Regions from separate parts of the Hordeum vulgare genome. Here regions 2 and 3 are each linked to region 1. A link is a contact called in public Hi-C data. All regions are on one chromosome and are shown on one strand. Each heading gives the region's core, a stretch centred on a gene start, on an enhancer-like site or on the middle of the called end of the contact. The rest is flanking DNA. Distances are from core to core; before and after follow the strand shown.

What was found. A called contact is a pair of places that touch in the nucleus more often than the background predicts.
Region 2: a contact with region 1 is called in a Hi-C map of seedling, with 2.3 times the contacts expected there. The contact joins the promoter of LOC123406175 here to the promoter of LOC123404480 in region 1. A contact is called at or near these places in 1 of 6 Hi-C or Micro-C datasets (seedling) and 1 of 1 datasets of contacts at active chromatin or transcription factors (embryo).
Region 3: a contact with region 1 is called in a Hi-C map of seedling, with 4 times the contacts expected there. The contact joins the promoter of LOC123406176 here to the promoter of LOC123404480 in region 1. A contact is called at or near these places in 1 of 6 Hi-C or Micro-C datasets (seedling) and 1 of 1 datasets of contacts at active chromatin or transcription factors (embryo).

Annotation. Positions count from the first base shown.
Region 1 is chr6H:401,119,803-401,124,440 of MorexV3_pseudomolecules_assembly, reverse strand. It overlaps LOC123404480 (trihelix transcription factor GTL1-like), which reads left to right and starts at 3,083. Exons shown (of 4, transcript XM_045098417.1): 1 at 3,083-3,423; 2 at 3,722-4,160. The coding sequence starts at 3,763.
Region 2 is chr6H:401,463,684-401,468,051 of MorexV3_pseudomolecules_assembly, reverse strand. LOC123406175 (mediator of RNA polymerase II transcription subunit 15a-like) reads left to right here and starts at 1,377. Exons shown (of 3, transcript XR_006612025.1): 1 at 1,377-1,871; 2 at 3,069-3,162; 3 at 4,307-4,368.
Region 3 is chr6H:401,506,814-401,511,113 of MorexV3_pseudomolecules_assembly, reverse strand. LOC123406176 (embryogenesis-associated protein EMB8) reads left to right here and starts at 1,374. Exons shown (of 9, transcript XM_045099652.1): 1 at 1,374-1,881; 2 at 3,114-3,242. The coding sequence starts at 1,456.

The DNA.
Region 1 (4,638 bases), core at 1,834-4,333:
TATTATTGCCTCTAGGGCATATTTCCAACACCTTGACCATCAAAGCATAACTATGTATGTAGCTCGTCCCATAGAGATTACATTTCTCCTCTATTTGTAGTTCATGAGTATTGAGTGTGTCTAAAATATTTGTGACATCAAGAATTTTGTAGTACAGATCATTCATACTCATCAGTACCATGCTGAGATACCAATTGTGGGACCATGTATGAACAAGAATGGAGATCTAATGGGAGATTCAACAAATAGTTCAAAAATGTAGGATTTTCAAAGAAAAAATGGAAGAACGATTATTGGAGAAAATACAAAGTAAACTAAAACTAAACTGACAAATAACTAGATAAACATAGGTAAATCTAAGTAGCAATACATGCAAAAGGAAACATAGCGTAGGCAACGAAATAACTAAGTTCTCAGAACAATCTTCACATCAATCACTGAGAAAGAAGACCGGGGGCGTTAATGAACACATACAAGTTATAGAGCTAAATGAGTTCTAGAAAGTAAAACCCATAGATTGACGAGCACAACGATTTGTTCGACTAGTTCGAGTTCCTGGCACAACTCTATGTTTGGTTGGAGGGACCCAGATTTAACTCACAGGATCATGTCTTCAATCTATTGTACTTGAGGTAAAATCACTAAGACTTCACAATCACTCATGGTAGATCTTTGAGGTAGATCTCCAGGATCGACACAGACTTGTTCATCCGTCGTCCACAATTACTCTCGGTGGCTCAGATTTGACACCTAACCGTCTAGTGGATGCACAATCCACAAGAGTAATAGGTTAAGTTAAGTTTAGTCTAGATCTTCGGTGATGCTCAATCACTTGGTAGCTTTAGGCTCTAGGATTTTCCTCTTAGGACTTCTCTCAATCTCTTTCGGGAGGATGGGTTGCTCTAACAACTCTTGTAAATTCTCTTTGAAGTAGCCAACCATCTAAAGTTGAAGTGTGCTGCCTATTTATAGTCGGTGCAATCCTGAGGTGTGAAATGCCCAATAGTCACTAGCTACCTAATGGACAATGGACAAATGGCACAACGACCTGAATTCAAATGTTGCCTACGAATTGCTTGCTGAACAAGTCAAGTTAACTCAACTACAGTTGATTCTTCCTCGGAGCCCCGAAGAACGTCGTCTTGGACTCAAAGCGAAAATCACAACGCATGAAGAGATTTCGAAGTCTTCACTTGAAGAGTAGGTTTTGATTGAGCATCATCGATGACCTAAATCTCGATAGTTACTTAGACCCCCTCCCCATGATATTACAGTTTGTCCTATGACACAAAAAGGGAGAAATGAAACTAGAAAACAAAAGTCTTCACTACGCCTCATAATCCTCTATGTGAGTTGATTCTTCCTTGAAGAGGCATTCCGAGAGATGTCATTGTCACCACAATTTTCATGTTAAACCAAATCATCCGCGACATTCACGTGTTTATACTCACAAACACACTAGTCCCTTAGATGTTTTGTCATTAATCGTCCAAAACCCTGAGGGGCACTACATGCACTTACATAAGACACTCTCTTTCTTAGCATCATCAAACCGCTTTTATTTCCATATCTTCTACTCGTGCAAGTGTCAACAATGAATACATTTATTTATGATATGAAATACAACATGTTTATGTACTGAAATCTCCCTGCAAGATAGCAACTTCATTTATTAATGTTATCGAAGTTATTGTAGATCTATTCGTATCTTCTTCTCTAAAAGAATATATTACCATGGTGCATATGCAAGAATAATATATGGGGAACCTAATGGACTAGAATAGAAGTAACATTTTCTTAGTGCAAAATATATATATATTATTGTTTGGAGATAGATATATCTCATTCTTACCCCTTATAATAAATAAAACCAACCCTACATAACAATAAACACATAAATATCTTATAATTTCATATGGATGTGCTTTCTGTTGAGAGATAGATATAACACAATGCCTTTTTATTTCCATATCTTCTATTGATTCAAGTGTATATTTTTTAGGACGATTCAAGTTTATATTGAATACGCTTATTAATGTTATAGTATATCTTTTATGTATGATATGGTATATCCGCACAAAATCATGAACATATTCATGTTATTAGAGTTATTTTAGATCGTATCATATCTTCATCTAGAAGGATCGGTTTTCATGGTGCATTTATGTACGTTATTCACGGGAGTAATTAAAGTACTATAATACAAGTAGCGTTTTCTTGGTATAACAATTTCTTTACTATTATTACTAGAAGATAGGTATATCACATTCGTCACCACTTAACATGTAATCCATCACTACGCAATGACTAACACATAAATATCTTATCATGTTTAGGGATTTATTTTTTATCGAGAGATAGATATAAATGATTCTCTAATTACTTCCCCTATTTGATGATATATCAGTTCCGAGAGCAGGGTATCCCACCTAAATATATCAGGTCGTTCTTTTTTTTAGTGTCATCAAACTCCATGTTTTTTATATCAATATCTTCTACTCCTACATTAATGCTTTACAATGCATAGTTCTTTACTCTCCGTGCATAAAAATGATTTCTTTGCCTTCTTGAATATACTCCTCCGTCCAACAATTCTTATCTTATGTTTATTTAAAAATAAATATATCTAAATACTAAAACGTGATTAGATTTATTCATATCTATAAAAATCTTAGACAAGAATTTTGAGACAAAGGTAGAACATGTTATCAATAAATACGCTTATTAATGAAACATTGATCTTTTATGTATGATGTGATATCTTCCTGCAAAACCGTAACTGTGTCTACTTACGTTATTGAAGTTATTATAGATACGATCATATCTTCTCGAAGCACCGATTTCCATTATACATTGAAGGACAAATATGCGAGAGTAATCTAGTGGACAAATATTAAAATAGCATTTCCTTGGTGTAACAACAAAAGAACTTTTCTTGTTGCGAGAACAACAAAAACTTTATTAACACGGAAGAAACTGCCTACATACATACATATACTAATGTGCGAGAGTAATGACTAACACCTAAATATCTAATCATTTTGTATGGATACTTCCCGCTTTCTGTTGGGATATATACATATAAATCATTCTCTATTTACTGACTTTTGTTCTAGGACATATCTTTTCACACATTAAATGGTCGATCAAGATATGCTTGATACATTTACGAAACCTGAACCCAGCCTAGTATATAACACACACGTCTGCTCCTTTTTTCCGAGATATATCAGTGAAGACACCCTCTCTTTTGTAGGGCTCTTGGCTTTCTCTGCCTGCCTTCCCACTCTCTCTTTGCCCTTTCCAGTTGTCTATGACCCCATCTTTTTCACCACCGTCCCTCTTCTTCCTCCGCTAGCCACTATACACACTCTCCTGCTCGTTCCCAATTCCCCCCGTCTCCGCCGTCGGAACTCGGAAGCCGTAAGTCATGTCCTTCCTTGCGACACTCATTGTATCTGTGTGAGAAGAGGAAGAGACGGGGGAGGAGCATACACCGGGAGAGATGGGCGCACAAGCAAGAATTCTCCAATCTAGCCCCTGAATTGCTCTTGTAGAGTACTTGCTGGTAGGAGTACATATATACCTCTAGTGTAGGAGAAGAGGGAGAGAAGACTTGTGGTAGGTAGTAGTAGTGTACTGGAGTTTTTTGCCACCTGCACTCACTCACTCCAGTGTCCAGTAAGGTAGATCAAACAGAATTGTGTGTTGTTTTGGGCAGGGAATTGGAAGGAAGGTGGTGCGGGGGTGGAGGCGGCGGCCATGCAGCATCCCGAGCAGGGTGGCGCCGGGTACCCGTACGGGCCGCCGCTTACGGGGATGGCTCCGTTCTTGCCGCAGCCGGCATCCGCTACCGTGTCCGTCAGCAGCATCATCCCGTCGCCGTCGCCGACGCAGCAGGCGCAGCCAGCGGGGACGAATTTCGAGCAATTGCCAGCCGCTGGCCCCGGCGGCGGCGCTGGCGCCGTCAGCTTCCACGAGGACGACGACATGCCGGTCGACGGCGGGAGCGGCAGGAGCGCCTTGGACGCGGGGGCGGGAGGGTCCGGCAGCCGGTGGCCGCGCGAGGAGACGGTGGCGCTCATCAGGATCCGGTCGGAGATGGACGCCGCCTTCCGCAACGCCGCCCTCAAGGCCCCCGTCTGGGAGGAGGTCTCCAGGTGAGTGAGTGAGTGAGTGAGTGAGTGGTGCTGGTAAAAAATTTCCTCTCCCTCTCCACATTGCAATGCGGCTTAACGGTTTCAGAGAATTCGCCGTCGCCGTCCGTCAGGCCTGTCCTGTCCTGCGCTACGCCAAATGATGGCCAGTTATCCTGCCATTCCCCATCTAGTTTTGGCGTAATGCTATCCATATGCATGCTCCTCGATTTCTGCGTCGCTCGTCGGCTACAACCTCGGCGCCCGGGAGCAGTGGTGCGGCACTGCCACGGGGGTGTGGCGTCTGGCGTGCTGCTTGCTCAGCCCAGGAGCAGGCCACGCAGGCTGCTGCAGCATTGTTTTCTCTGCTCTTACTTTTTCTAGGCATTGATGCACTCTGGTCTTTGGGAAAAAGAAGGAAGGAGGGAGCAAGTCTTTTGCTCCCATCCCGATGCTGCTCATGCTCTGATGAATTAATCTGCATCTCTCTCCCACTGACAGT
Region 2 (4,368 bases), core at 128-2,627, 350 kb before region 1:
ATCTCCAGTTCGATTGGCGTTGCGCTACGTGCCCCTCCAGCTGCTCGCCGTCGACCAATTGATAGATGCCGACCGATTCATCATACATGTGCGTTGTGCTAGAAAAAAAAATCGTTCCTGTCAATGAGGTCTTGTGCTTGTGACGTTATCCAGTTTTATCTGTGGACAGAGTTGCTTAACGCCGGATCCTACACTCGATCAGTTGGACTATTAATCCGCTTATATAGGTAGTACAAGGGGCAAAGCGGCGAATGAGTCGCCCCGGACGCAGTGACCGCTGCTCGTGTAAGGTGTTCCTTTGCTCAAGAACAATGACGTCCCATCTGCAAATAACAACCTAGCTGACGTTTCTTTTTTGTCGATCCAACCCTGTTGTCAAGTTTTGGTAAGCGTTCGCTCGTGATCCGGTCGGCCAGGCAGGCTGAGTATATACGTTGAGTCATCGGGGCGCACCTATGTCAGTACAGTACGTAACGGGAGGCTCGATCCTTGTGGGCGCCTTCTGCAGGCAAAGCTACAGGTCCAAACCAAACCCTGTCTTAACTCGCTACAGTTAACTCCGTACTAGGGACCGTAAGAGCATCTAATGAGATTACCGTACATGCAAGCAAAACGAACGCAACCCCGTGTGTGATAAGCGTGCCAGACCGGACCTGCGGTTCGGATGGCTTGGGCGCCGACACGTCCGCGTCCTCCATAGCTCACGAGCAGCGATTAAGGATGAGCTGTCGCGGGATTTGACGTATGGTTAATGGCGACAGATATGGTGGCCGGGTCAAAGTCGATTGGGCCTGGAAGAGGGAGGGAGGGAGGGTGGGAGGCTCGCTCACACGCGCGACTTCGCCGACGCGTTGTGCGGCGGCTTTGGCATGCGTACGTGGCGGAGAGCGGTGGCGCGGCGGAGGGTCTACGTCCCGCGCGTGGTCCTCGTGCGGGTGGTGCGGCCGTCGATGCATCGGCGGCGCGGGGGACGGCCGCCAGGAGCCCTCGCGCTCCGGCGCGTGGCCGCGCGCCCGCCAACTACTTTAGGGTGCGTTTGGTTATGTTGCGTAGCTAGGTAATAGATCGGATAGCCCATCTAACCAGCTTACATTTTGCCAGCCTTGCCTCGTCAACCAGTTTGGTTGATTTGCTTTACCCACCTTTGTCAAACAAAAAAACCGTTCGCATGATTGAGTCACCGGTTTTCTCGCACGAGAAGTTTGCCGTCGAAGCGAGCCGATTTGGCTCTCCTGAGCTAGCAAGGATTTCCTAGCCCACCCAAGGTAGCTCGCCCACGAAAACTAGAATATTTTAACAGTTCCAAACACCTAGCCTTGCCCGGCAGGGCTATAACTAATTTTGCCAAGGATCCAAAAACCGCTCCCCCTCGCTAACGAGAAATGCTACTGTAACCCTCCCCTATGCTGGAACCGCTCCCGACGTCGCTCGGTGCCGCCCCCGCCCCTGCGCGCTCGCCGCCGCTCCCGACGTCGCTCGGTGCCGCCCCCGCCCCCGCCCCGCCCCACGCGCTCGCCGCCGGCCCCATCCCCTTCGAGATCCGACAAGGACCAACATGCACGAACCACCAACCATGGACGCAAGCTGGAGCGGCGGCGTTAACCTGAACGCCCCTCCGCCCGCCGGAGGCGACTGGCGCGCCGAGCTCCAGCCCGAGGCGCGCAGCAGGGTCGTCAACAAGATGTATGTAGGGACTCTCGCCGATCTACTCTGCTTTCCCCTTCATCTAATCCATATTCATTCGATCCTTCTTCCGCGTCTGCTTTCGGTCTCCCCAGGGAATTTCCCGCGTGTTTGCGGGTCGATTTCCTCGTCGATCCATCCGATAGAGCTTCGATCTAGCCATATATCCTCCTTAGCGGCAGCAAAAGGTCAACTTCCTACTGCACCTGCTCTGCTTTCAGTCCAGCCTAATAATTACAGTACTTCATTTAACTAGCATTGAGTTATGTCTGAACAATTTAGCGCAAGTTTACTCACCAAGAGGTGCAAATTTTTTCATTGCGCACAGCAATTCAGTAGCATGACACACATGTCACAGCTTTTGATCTCCTAGGGGAAACCATGCTACATTAGAATTAGTACTGTGTCGGGATACAATTTTGTTCTGAAACTAGAGTTCCTCGTACGCAGCATGCATGCTTCCCCAAGTGGATATATACTCCTCACACGATCACACGCCATGATCAAATCGATCCCCGCAGCACCTCCTTGGTCTTAGCAACGTCGAAAATTACGCCTTGCCCATAGGAATGGAGCGAGCATATGATTGATTGGGGATTGGAGATCTACCTCAACCGGCTGCTCTTCCCGCTCGTTCCACCTTACTCCACGCCGTTGAAAGCAATGCATGCCAACAAAGTTATTCACATTTTGCATCATACGCGCAAAATGGAATCTCTGAAGAAGCATCTGCCAGTTTTGGTGCCAGAGGGGCTGAACAAGCTTCAAATCATCGTTGTGCGATTCGAAGAGAAGATGTATGCTGCAGCGACCAGCCAGGTAATATAACCTATCTTGGTGGCAACTCGGGGCAGAGCACATTTTATTTATTTTTAGTTATGGAGGTCATACAAGGTTTATGGGTTAGAAATAGAGCATAACCGTTTCCAAATGTCGTACTCCCTCTGATCCAAATTATTTGTGGCAGTTGTGACAATTAATTTGGATCGCAGTAGATGTATTTTCGCCCCGAGTGGCCTCAGAGCCCTTACACACACTACATTCCAGAATATAACCCAAAAAGTTATATGCGGAATATGGAATTGAGCAAGTATATTTTTAATCTTTTTTGTCACTATTTTGATTTGTATTTTCTATTCATATCGCTTATTTGGGGCCTATTTTGATTTGTATTTTCTGTTCATATCGCTTATTTGGGGCAGTGTGTTTTGCTACTTAGATGGCCTTTTATGTATAACTATGATTCAAATATTTAAAGTTGAAGCACCTTCTTGAGCATGCTAAACTGCTAATCAACCAGAACTGTTGGTTGCAAGCTACTATTGGTAATTTGGTATAAAATTTACATTGTTTTCCTTTGTATTACCCAACCTGATTATTTACAGAAGATCTCTCTTAAAATGTTATCTATGGAGACGAAGACACAGCAGGCTCCTGGAAATGCTCAAGTGATTCCAAATCAAAACAACCCCGGTCAAGGTACCATATGTAGTAAACTGAGTGTTGCACATTTTATCATTTTCGCTTGGATATTATTTTTATCACATCAAGCGCTGAGATTGTGTGCTTATGCATTAAATCAACCCCCACCCTCTGTAGCATCATGTTTAAGAATGTCCGACGGAACCCCCTGACGGCACACCCAGGGGTCAAACCCCGCTGTAGTCGCCACTGCCGGTGCAAATCATGACTAGAGTTTCTCATATGCTACCCACAGTGATATTCCTCACATGATCACAAATCATGACTAATCAACCGACGCAACACCTCCTTGGTCTTATCAAAGCAAAAATTACGCCTTGGCTAGAGGAATGGAGGGTGTATATGATTGAGAACTGGCTGCTCTGCCTACTCATTCCACCTTATATCTCAGATGCCAGATATTTTATTGCACACAACCGTTGAAAGCAATGCCTCTCCCAATTTAGTAGAATTTTGCATTATACGTGTAGAATGGTATCTCTGCAGATATTTCATTGCACACAACCGTTGAAAGCAATGCCTCTCCCAATTTAGTAGCATTTTGCATTATACGTGTAGAATGGTATCTCTACAGATATTTCATTGCACACAACCGTTGAAAGCAATGCATCTCCCAAGATGGATGGTTGTTGTAGTATCCTCTCAGACAATATAAAAGCTTTTGCTATGATATTTCTTTCTGCAGCTTCATACAACATTCCAATATGAAAGCTTAATTTTGTATGTTGTTTCCATGTTGAAACTTCTCCACCAGCCTTATATCATAAAGAGAATAAGTTCGGTGGGAGAATCCGACTGACATTCAGTTAGAAGTTAAAAAGCATAGAAAATTTGGCACATGAAGGAGCCAGAATAAAAGCATCGAGACTTCGTTCTAAATTATGTGTCCATACAACAGAATTTCAGGAGAATTGTGTGATTTTTTTGTTATTTATACACGCATTGTTTTAATTGTTTATTTTCTATCATCACTAATTTGAATAATTCATGTGTGCATTGTAGCTTTTTCCATCATGTCTAATCAACATTTGGTTGCTTATATTACCGAAGAGAATAGACGAAAAAAAGAAAGAGGATATTATTAGCAAAGAAGTATTTTGAAGTGTCATGTCTAGCATTTGCTTATCTTAGTTCTCATCAGGCACCGAGGAACCTTGGATGCTTCGATGATGACGAGGAAAGAATTGCATATCGGAAGGTGCT
Region 3 (4,300 bases), core at 125-2,624, 390 kb before region 1:
TTGTCGGTTATTGAAATCACTATCCCAAAAGACAGAGCTAGATTTGTCGGCACCTTATGAGCTTTGTTTTGATGCCAGTTTAGAATCGCTGAGATTGATGGTGTGGCTCGAGAGAAGCTGGATGATGGTGAAAGGACGGGCACCGACATGGACAAACCGCTTGTCCTCCTTGACGAAATCGATGGCATCAAACACCCTCTCGTCTTTCCCATCACTGATGCTGTGCTTCCAGATAGAAGCAAATTTACCAAAATCTAGAGTGTGGTAGACGCAGTCTGCCTGAACGGATGGGAACTTGGCGGCATCAACAACCAGGCACTTTTGATGACCGATGAAGATGGCATACCTGCCCATGGTCTCCACAGGCGCAAGGACTTGTTTCTCTGTTGGTTCGATGCCGAGAACCAGAACGCGTCGTTCTCCACCAAAGTTCAGTAGGAAACACCGGACGTCGCCGTGATCTGCAAGAGGGTCGACACAGAAAAACTTGACGGAATGCTCGCATCCGAGCTGCTCCTACGCACCAGAGGGCCCGCCGTTGTCGGATCTGTGCGGGGGCTTCGCCCGGAGCGGACGTCGCCGCGATCTGCAAGAGGGTCGACAGAGAAAAACTTGATGAAATGGTCGCATCTGAGCTGCTCCTACGCACCAAAGGGCCCGCCGTTGTCGGATCTGTGCGGGGGCTTCGCCCGGAGGACGCACACGGACGGCGACGAGGGAGGATGAGAAGGGGAGCATCCGCTGCGCAGGCGAGATGCGCCGGAGTGGTAGAGCTTGGTCATGGGAGGGGAGCGACTCTGCCCAGGGGCTTTTTTACAAAAACAACGAAACGTTTTTTCCACTTACTATAGGACCGCGGGTTGATTTCGAAGGAACAGAAGGACTTTTCTGTAAAAACGCCAGCGACGGACGGCAGAAGCGCTCCACGCTTTATTATTAGGGGAGATATACATGATACTGTTCATCAACCGAGGTCTTAAATTTGTCTTTTTCGTACACGTTGTAATTCATGGTATTTCATTGTAAATTTTTACACACACGTACTCCCTCTGTTCCTAAATATTTGTTGTTAGGGAAAACTAGACTAGTTCTCTCCAACAACAAATATTGTGGTACGGAGGGAGTACATTACATTCTTATGTACATGCATAGTTTTTTCAGGATTTTTTTAAACAGTAAAGTTTTAATTTTGAATTTTTTAAAAAATTCGGCATCCATGAAGGTCGGATCCAAAAGGCCTTACTCTTGCTACTAGGTGATCTTTGATGTTATTTTTGTGTTCTTTCTGCTGCCATGACTATTTTTTTGATTAAAAAAAAGGTAACTCCTCGATCCTCCTTTTCCCCACGTGTCAACGAGCCAACCACAATTCTTACTGGTTCCTGGGTTCCTAGCTGTCCAGACAAGCGAGAAGGCGTATTCCAAACCCGAGTGCACACTGCAGGCGCGAATCTGATGGCCGCGATACAAGCGCCATCCCCATTCGCCGGCACCGCCCGCCGCTACGCCCCTCGCCTCCGCTACCTACTCCTACCAACCACCATGTCGCTCTCCTCCTCCGTCGTCTCCTCCCGAAGCCGCGACCGGGACTGCGCCGACGGGGAGCAGCCTCTCCTCCCGCACTCGAGCCTCGAGATCGCCGGCGCGCGGCGCGGCCTCCTCGCGGGCTTCGAAAGCCTCCGCCGCCCGTACCGCGCCTTCCCCGTCTTCGCATCCAACCGCCACGTCGAGACCATCTTCGCGGCCTTCACGCGCTCGCTCCCCGCCGTGGCATTCCGGCGCGAGTGCCTGCGCACCCCGGACGACGGAGCCGTCGCCCTCGACTGGGTCTCCGGCGACGACCGCACGTTGCCCGGAGATGCACCTGTGCTAATCCTTCTGGTATGGCGTCGCTTTCCTTCTCCTAGTGTTGCAAAGAGGACACAAACAAAGCGTGACATTTTGTTTAGCGTCATGGATGCCACTGCCGGTGACATTTTGACTTTCGCCTTGTGGTCGAAAACCGTGTGTAATTTGCCTGTGTAGAAATGGGAGGATGTGATGCCAGTTTTGATTAGTTCGGGGATGATCTCTCATTTCTGTGTAGGAGGATTAATTGTGCGTTGAGTAGTGCACTCCTGAGATTTTACATCCGGAAGTTCAATTCGTAAATAGATTCATGTAGTCGGGTGAAGAGATCTTAGGTGAAATAGGGGTGTCTACCGGAGCACATGCAGAATGAAATATAGTTTGATTCCAACTGCATATGATATTCCAAGTAGTACCATGGCTAAACATTTATGCAGTGGGCATATATATACTTACAGAGATGACAGGTCAGGCAACAAATACCTGATGAACCATGCAACACATATGAATATCATGATTGCAAATGTTTGACCTTTGTTCCTCACAATGATCTAATCAGGGAAAAAACTCTTCACCTTGGAAATCTCTGCTGGATTTTTCATTTTTACTTCCTGCGTGCGAAGTTTCCCTGTATGTGTTGTGCCAGTTCTATTTCTTAATCTGCTAGTGACATTATTCATCATGGCCATATTAGTATGACATCATTAACTATTCAGGTGTTGGGCGGATTACAACAACAACAACAACAACAACAACAACAAAGCCTTTAGTCCCAAACAAGTTGGAGTAGGCTAGAGCTGAAACCCATAAGTGTTGGGCAGATTAAATGAGGAAAAATATTCCTGCATAACTTTCAACTGAAGAAAAGCAAAAGGATGCCATGGACATTATACGTTTGCAATTTTATTAAGCACTCGACCGAGTGCTCAGCGAAAGATCTGAAGAGCCAAGGATTTTGCTACTAATCCGTTAAAAAGAGAACTAATTGCTGCCAACAAAGTATAGGCAGTTTTAATACAATTTTGAACATAACGCGTAACAGAACACTTTCTTGTGCTAAATTCATGTTTTGCATCTATCATGTCAAAGTCAACTTTGCTTCCAGCATAAATGACTATTGACATGTCTTTCTGTACAAGTGTACATCTTATATAGTTATCTGCAGTACTATGTGTACTGTTCTACTTGTATTTTCATGCACATTCAGTTTTTGACTAGCTATGGGCTATGGCTAATGCTTGATGCTGGGGGTTTGTTATTGGCAGCCCGGTCTGACAGGGGGGAGTCAGGATACATATGTACGGCATATGCTTTTGAGAGCTAGAAGCAAAGGATGGCGTGTTGTGGTATTCAATAGCCGTGGATGTGCAAACAGTCCTGTGACCACAGCAAAGGTACTTGAATCACATTCCTGATGTGCGGCAAAGTTAATTATAGCTTCTTATTTACGTATAGTAGGGAGAGGATCCCCGTGATCTCTCCGTTAGGAAGTTTATCATTTGAATTAGGATTATACTCCCAACGTTAAAACCATGACAAGTATTTTGGAACGAAGGGAGTATCTTTTAGCTTGAACCTAATAGGACCCTGTATGTGGAATAAAGCAAACAAGAATTAGAAGAATAGTCCTTCTATCTTGCCCACAGGGGTGAGAGCCTTTCCCTAGCCCTAGTACACAACATAACTCCTAATCAATTAACTAACATTTGCAAGCAAAAGATAAATTGTACTACCAGTTATTTTGCATCAATATATCAAGCCTCTCGACTATCGTCCAAACAATTCACATAAGCCAAGGAAGTAGAATAAACATGTAAATGTGCCGCTCAAAAGAAAACAACACACCAGTCCTACTATTCCTTTTACTCGTAGCTGCCATTCTCTCACTGCCTGCAGCGCGCCTTTGTTTTCTCCATTTTCTTTCCTGCAACAAACACCAGAAATAGAGATAGTGGCAAGTCGTACGGAAAGAAATCTTATGTTAATTTGCATCCAGTGTGATAATGCAGCTTGCACTTCCGTACTTGCTAGTTTGTTTGAGCTTTTCTTAGCAGTGTGATATGGGCGATTGTGGTACTATATGACCCACAAAACCTGCTGATTGGCATGAATCTCATGACAAATATTGTCCAGTTCTTGAGGCTATACTTGGTAGTCAGACAATGGCTTAAGTTAAATAGACTATTAGGTTTGCATGCATCTGTTTTTCATCTTTTTACCCATAGAAATAGTATATCTTGTATCCTTAAACTTATTAGCATCTCTTAGGATAGCTGACCTAATCTTTAGTACAGGCATATTGAAATATTGTCTGTTGAGTGTGGACACCATTTTTTCTGATCATTAGCATAGGTCTTGGTACTCAGTGATCCGTGTATGAATCTTGTGGCGGAGATCTAGGAAGCAATAGTGTCCTTAACATAACCAAGCAGAGAAATATAAAGATTGAAGA